Regions from separate parts of the Rattus norvegicus genome. Here region 2 is linked to region 1. The links are chromatin contacts, called in public Hi-C maps. All regions are on one chromosome and are shown on one strand. The core of a region is the stretch at or near the end of the contact, and the rest is flanking DNA. Distances in the headings are between cores, read along the strand shown.

Region 1 (3,283 bases), core at 174-2,673:
CTCCTCGCGGGCGTCGGCTGAGCCTGAGAGGCCGGGAAGCCTCTGCAGCTTGTTGAGGTAGGGAGGTGAAGACGAGGCACCCAGGCTCCCCCCACCCCTCCACTCCCCGCCCCATTCACCCCAGTGCGGGGAGCCGGATCGTGGGACGCTGAGGCCAGGACGGGATCCTCCACACGAGGCCGAGGGATCCCGAGTTTCGGCACCTGGGTGGGCTGAGAAGAAAATGGTGCAATCTGAGAGCGGCTGACCCCAGCTGGTTAGAGCAAGCGGTGCTGGAGTGCTTGGGCTCAGGTGGCGAAGGGGGCGGGTTGCTTCGAGCAGCCGGGCTCCGGGTTTTCTTCGAGCCCGCGGCATTTGCTCGGCACCTGGGCATCTCCGCACGCGGGGCTGCGGAAGGCCAGGTGAAGTGGAGCAGAAGGGATATTGGAGAGGGCCGGGTGCACATACTCTAGGAAGAAGAAGGCGCTGGGGAGAGCCCATGACACCCGGGAGGCTGGCGGCTGGGCTGGCAGCTCGCTACCCCTGAGCGACCTGTCCATGGTATTGAAGGAGCTCGGAGCGCTCCGGGTGCGCCCTCCTCTGTGCAGTCCGCCCTTAACGCCGGTCAGCTGCCGCCCAGTCTTTGCAAACCCCGGGTCCTGAAGAGTCGCGTAACGCCGCCCGGGTGTCCTCGCTGTCCAAAAGCCGGGCTGTCTGAATGGCGAGGCTAGAGGCAGGCCATCCGGGAGCTCGCGGGCAAAGGCTGGTAGAAACCGTGCATCTGCGGGGAGCTCGCTTCTGAGAGCACCGGTGGGTCGGCAGGAGTCAAGGACCTACTGGTGATCAGAGGACCCAGGCTTTGAAAAGACCCGACGCGGAAAAGAACAGTTCTGGGCACGCATTCCCGGCCTTCGGCTGCAGACCGAAAAGGGGAGGAGAGTCCCAGAGACAGAGATCCAGGCTGCACTCCGGGCAACCGGCGGCGAGCGCGATCCGTCCTTCGTCGAAGTGTCGCGTCCTCAGATCCTCCTCCCTATCATCCCCAGGAAGCCAGGACAGTCACTCCGATCCGCACGCTGCACAGAGAAACCCCAGCAAGCCCCGCTGTGGTCGAGGGCACTTGGTATTTAGTTCGCGATTGCGGGGCGGCGTGCCGAGGCGGACGGAGGGTTAGGACTGTTGCCCCCTGAACGGTGGGAAGTGACCGTGTTGAGTTCGCCACCACAAGAGGAGGCTGCACCTGCCCGGAGGATGCTCAGGACCCTGCGGGAGCTTCTCCGGATCAGAACTTTTTAGGCTGCTCGCTTCTACTCCCGCAGTCCCCCGGCCGCGTACCCGCAGGTGGGGGCTGAGGGGGGCGCCGCGGCGCAGATCCCCTCCCGTCCCCACCCCCAGCTCGGCCGCCCGCCGCTTTGTTCCGGGCGCGCGGAGGGAAGGCGAGGCTGCGGCGGATCATGCCCATGGTGTAGCCGCCAAGCGGAGGCATGGCTGCCGGAAGGTTACTGCTCTATACCGGGCTTTCGCTAGCGCTCTGCGCCCTCGGCATGCTGGCTGTGGCCATCTGCTCCGACCACTGGTACGAGACGGACGCCAGGAAGCACAGGGACAGGTGCAAGGCCTTCAACACCCGCCGGGTCGACCCCGGTTTCATTTACAACAACAACAACAACTTGCCTCTGCGCGCGAGCCGTTCGCGCCTGGACCGCTGGGAGGGCAAACTCCTCCGGGCCCGGAATCGCCGGCAGCTGTTCGCCATGAGCCCCGCGGATGAGTGCAGCCGGCAATACAACTCCACCAACATGGGCCTCTGGAGGAAGTGCCACCGGCAGGGCTTCGACCCGGAGATCGCCGCCCTCATACGGAAAGGTAAGCTCGAGAGGCTCGAGGCGTGGCGCTGCAGAGAGCCAGGCGCCTCTAGGTAGGCCCTGCAGCCCCTTGCCTCTCCTGGTGGCCACAGGCTATGGCATCTCCTGGTTTCTGAGTGGTCCAGTTAGCCAGGCCTGGCTGAGCCTTGGCGTGGGCACAACTTGCCTCTCCGTATCTGTAATAGATTGTGGTAAAGGCTTCACTCTTTTGGCTCACCTGCTGTCTTGTTCCTATGGGTCCAGATTCACATGCACTCTCCAGGGGCACCAGGTTTTGCTTTTTAAAGCTGGGATAATGCTTCATCAGCCTCTGGAAAGGAAGGGAATCTCCAATGTTGTGTTTCTAGAGGAAACCCTTTAAGGGTGATGTGTCAGGGATAACTGGCTCCGAATTTTTAATATCTGTTTTTAGATGTTGAACTGATTTGATCAAGGAAACTGGGGGTGGGGGATGTCTCTTGCAGGAGACACTATGCATGCCAGAAACAGTTAGTAAGGCACTGTAGAAGTCATGGTGTAGCGACTGGTCATATAAACACCTTACATTACAGCCCCTGCCTTTTAGGAGCCCAAAGCAGGTATCCAGTAGCATTTCAATACAGTCTTTTATTTCTTCTTCTGGAGCAGTGGTTATCAGAGTGACGGTGGGCAGTGAATACCCAGCAGTCTAAAAAGCACAAAAAAAGTAACACAAAAGTGGGTATGTCAGAAGGGAGAAAAAAATACCATTTTCAGATCTATATAAAACACTCAAGGCATATAAAACAGAAAACCAGCAGATAGTTGCTAATAACACTTGATATTTGAATGTGATCAGATGCACTGAAAAGTCTGCTTCTGTGATGTAATTTTTCAGTCCTGTATGATTTATATGCTAGAAACCAACCGGTCTGTCTCATCAGCCTACTGAAATACTGTTTGATGTGATATGCTTTAACGCCCTCTGAGGAGCTGCATTCCCTTCTATGATGGCTGCACTCTGGGAAGATGTGTAGGCTTTAGACCTTGCTTCTCTTCTCATGTGTCACACTCCCTTCAACTAGTGAGTAGCTGACAACTGTGCTAATATTTGCAAATGTGCTTTGAAGCCGAGACGTAAAGCGACTCTCAACGTCTTGTTTTGCCGTGAAGTTTACTGCTGCTTTCAAATGATTTCTGAGAGAACCGATGTACTCTGATTTACAAAAAGTGTTGAGGTCGTTCAGAAGAAATTGTTAATTTGAAAACTCAACGCACGCACGACAGCAGCCATAACCAACTGTGTGAGGCTGGTTAGTGGGTACGGTTCAGGAGACCATTTCACAGTTCCAGGAGAGGAAGAGAGTGGTTCGAAGGAGAAAGAGTGAGTGTCCATCTTGGCATTTGTTGCATAGCTTGTTGGGAATGCCCAGGGATTCCAGTTTTAGGCATGGGCACGCTGGTGCTGACAGGCATTCCAC
Region 2 (3,432 bases), core at 811-3,310, 350 kb after region 1:
TAATAGAGCTAGTATGGGACTCTGAGCTGGCAGCCCACCTCTCTTCTGTGTCGTCTCCACTCATTACAGTTTGAAGGTAGAACAGGGATAGATAATGAAGAGGCGTGAATAAATATCATCCCTCAGAGACTTGAGAGGCAAGTAGAATAAAGAGACCAGGTAGAGGCCTATTTCTAGCTAGCATGATTGAGGGAGGAGTCCCCTCTGGGTGCTGAGGCACTCTAGGCTTCTGGGGGTTCTCATCCATTGCTACTGGATTTAGTTTCTGGCCTGCTGAGAAGCTACAATGAAAGTTGCCCTTAGCCTCTGGACCTTTCTCTTCTGAGCATCTTCCTCCCTCCCACTGGGAGTCATCATTCCACCAGACTCGGGTAGTGAGAGACGTCATGATGGGTTCCTTAGATCTGTGAAGAAGCCAGTAAAGAAGTGTTATTAATTAGACTCCATGTCTAAAAGGCATCCTAGATCTCTTTGGGTCACATGTGATAAAGACGGGTCTTGTTCTGCTCTCAGCAGCTAGTTGACAAATTTGGTTCAAATATCACTGGGGATGTGGACTCTTAAGGGAAAAGAGTTTCTCTGCTCCGTCTGAACAGGCAGAACGCATGAACACAAAGTAGCTGTGGTGAGAGACAATATAGCATATGGCTTAAGCACTGGTTTGAATCCTTATCCTCCTACCTTTAGTGATGTAATCTTGGACAATTTATGGAACCTCTTTGTGCCTCAGTGTCCTCCGATAAATCTTACAGTTTCTTGGAGAATTTTAGAGGCTAATATTTTTTTAAATATTTATACAAAATAGTGCCAATCAAATATATATATGTGTGTGTGTACATGTATGTATTATATAAATTTACATATATCCATAAGCAGCTATATTTATATTCAGTAAATAACAGTGGAGATGTAAAGAAAACATCACTTGGATATAGATTTCCTCCCAGAGAAAGGCCAAGGCCAACTTGTGTGTGCTAGGCAGATGGAAACATAAAGCAAACCAGGTGGCAGGCTTGGCTGATCTTCTGGCCACCACCCGGCCTCTTCCTGTACTAATTAACGTGGCATTGGCTTGGATCAGATAGGACAAAAGCCAAAGAGTTTTCTTTCAGGAACCAATTTCTTCCAGACACTTAAGCAGCTGGGCTCTCTCCTTCCACGTTTCAAATCAAGGCAATTTGGAGCTGAGCCTCATGTGCACATGGATATCAAATAATGACATCTACTGATCTTGTCCACCATCCCTTCTGGGCATTCCAGGGGGTGAAAAGAGGGTTATCTCTCCAGGCAATTCATGCTGGACAGAATTAGTGATAGCCAGACCTAGAGCAAGTCAAAGAATAGCCCCTCCTTAGCCCCGTGCCTAGAGTTATAGGGACACAGAGGTAGAAATGCCCTTAAGACTTGGCCCTACCCCTGTGGTTGAGGGTAATATAACCCAGAGAGGTGACGTGACTGTCTCATTTTATGGGAAGGGTTGGAGCCAGCACCCAGGTTTTCTGATTCTTAGTGGAGAACTCACTCCACTAAACCACACCCTTGTTCCTGTTGGAGTCCTATCAGGAAGCTGGCACAGGTTGACCCAGCATACTCCTGGACCAGGAGAGCCATGTGACTGCCAAACATGACTTTACATAGAGTGATACAGCTTCATATACTTCATGATAACTGGGGTACCATGTGACTTTCTCTGCAAAAGTCTTGATGATACTTAAGATGAAGGACCAGAACAAGTAGGAGGTCGCAGTGACATGAAAGATCTTCAGGGAGCTGTCATTTCAAGGATTGTTCCCCTTAAGAAACTCAGGTAGGGATTGCCCTCTGTCCCAAGACTCCTGGTTAGCTGGATGGACCACTGATATCAGAGTGAAGAGAGAGGAGAAGCAGGCAGGAAGACGGCATGCTCTAAGTGGCTCTCCTTGTGGAAGCTCCCTAATCACAGTTTGAGAATGTTCCTTTCTGCACAGCTGTAGCTGCCACTCCGCTCACTTGAGAAGCCAGTTGGATCCCACGAATTCTCAGCTCTAAAACAAGGCCCAGATGGATAAGACGCTGCAAAGATTCATGTGGAAAATTATGTGTCGCTACACTCTTAACTCGCTTCCTTTCCAGAACTACTCTTCCCACTCTGTGAATGCTCATACCAGAGCTTCCTTCACAATGTATGATACGTCCAAGATCAGGTGGGCAAGCAGACCGGGCCAGCGTTTGCTTCATTCGTAGTGCTTGTGTTCTCAAATGAGTGTGGTAGAAGAAAATAGAATGGATTTTCTTCAGTGCTTTCTTCAGTCAAATAGTGTGAGGCTGACTGCCCAAATCAAATATTTGTCAAATGCTTGAGACCTTCAGATTAAATAGTTTAATTCCACATAGAATTACTTCATGAATAGAAAATTAATTCACTGTATGTATTAACATATTAATGATCAATATAGTATGTGCTATTAATATATTCATTGCATATATACTTGTGCATATACATATGGGTACACATTTGTGTATAACCCCAAGAAATACAGAACTCACAGTAACTGAGGTTGAATTTATCACTGACTGCACACAGAATGGTGTGAGAAAGAGCCAAAAGAAAAAGTAAAGGAGAATGTGCTATTAAAAATTAGGAAATTGGGGTTGGGGATTTAGCTCAGTGGTAGAGCGCTTGCCTAGGAAGCGCAAGGCCCTGGGTTCGGTCCCCAGCTCCGAAAAAAAAGAACCAAAAAAAAAAAATTAGGAAATTAAGCAGTTGTCATCATTTAATAAATAAGTATAGGTAACAATTAAGGCTCCCTCAATATTCCAAAAGAATCCACGGTCACATTCTCTGTGCCAGCATTTCTACACACCTCACCTTGCATGTTTACTCCAACACTCTTGGTAATCTTGGAAACCTTGAAGCAGCACAAATACTCATCAGGGGAAGCATGTTAAATTTGGCACTTACAGTGTAAAAAGCTATTTTCTAGTAAAGATTTCATGGGTCTTGAAGATCTCAGTCTATAAAATGCCTCTTGCCCACCAATCATGAGGACCTGAGTTTGGATCTCCACCAACCAGATGAATTCCCGGTGTGGCAGCATACGTCTATGACTGTCATCCTTAGAAAGCAGAGACAGGGAGCTATGGGCCAGCCAGTCTAGCTATTCTGTAAGCTATAGGTTTGGCGAGACTCTGGGTCAAAAACAGAGATGGAATGTGGTTGAGGAAGATACCCTACATCAACTTATGGCCTCCACATGCATGTGCACATGTATGTGCATTTACACATACACACACACAGAGACAGAGACAGAGAGACAGAGAGACAGAGAGACAGAGAGACAGAGAGACAGAGACACACACAGATTTAGGTAGAGCATTGAATGCTGATAAAAACCTGTTTAGTGGTTGAAACAAGGTACAGAAGAACTAAGATAATTTTGTAGGGAATACAGA

The links. A called contact is a pair of places that touch in the nucleus more often than the background predicts.
Region 2: a Hi-C map of frontal cortex shows a contact between it and region 1, with 1.6 times the contacts expected there. The contact joins the enhancer-like site here to the promoter of Tmem178b in region 1. A contact is called at or near these places in 3 of 12 Hi-C or Micro-C datasets (the A7r5 cell line, frontal cortex and prefrontal cortex) and 1 of 1 datasets of contacts at active chromatin or transcription factors (oligodendrocytes).

Annotation. Positions count from the first base shown.
Region 1 is chr4:69,624,765-69,628,047 of GRCr8, forward strand. Tmem178b (transmembrane protein 178B) reads left to right here and starts at 1,424. Exons shown (of 4, transcript NM_001195277.2): 1 at 1,424-1,845. The coding sequence starts at 1,464.
Region 2 is chr4:69,973,686-69,977,117 of GRCr8, forward strand. The region is part of intron 3 of Tmem178b (transmembrane protein 178B); the gene reads left to right. Among named protein-coding and RNA genes, the nearest start is that of Agk, 110 kb to the right of the region's middle. Within about 2 kb of position 2,061, at least 12 of the 93 cell types and tissues checked have an H3K27ac peak or open chromatin away from gene starts, as enhancers often do. A contact at or near this core is called in prefrontal cortex, where this site is marked.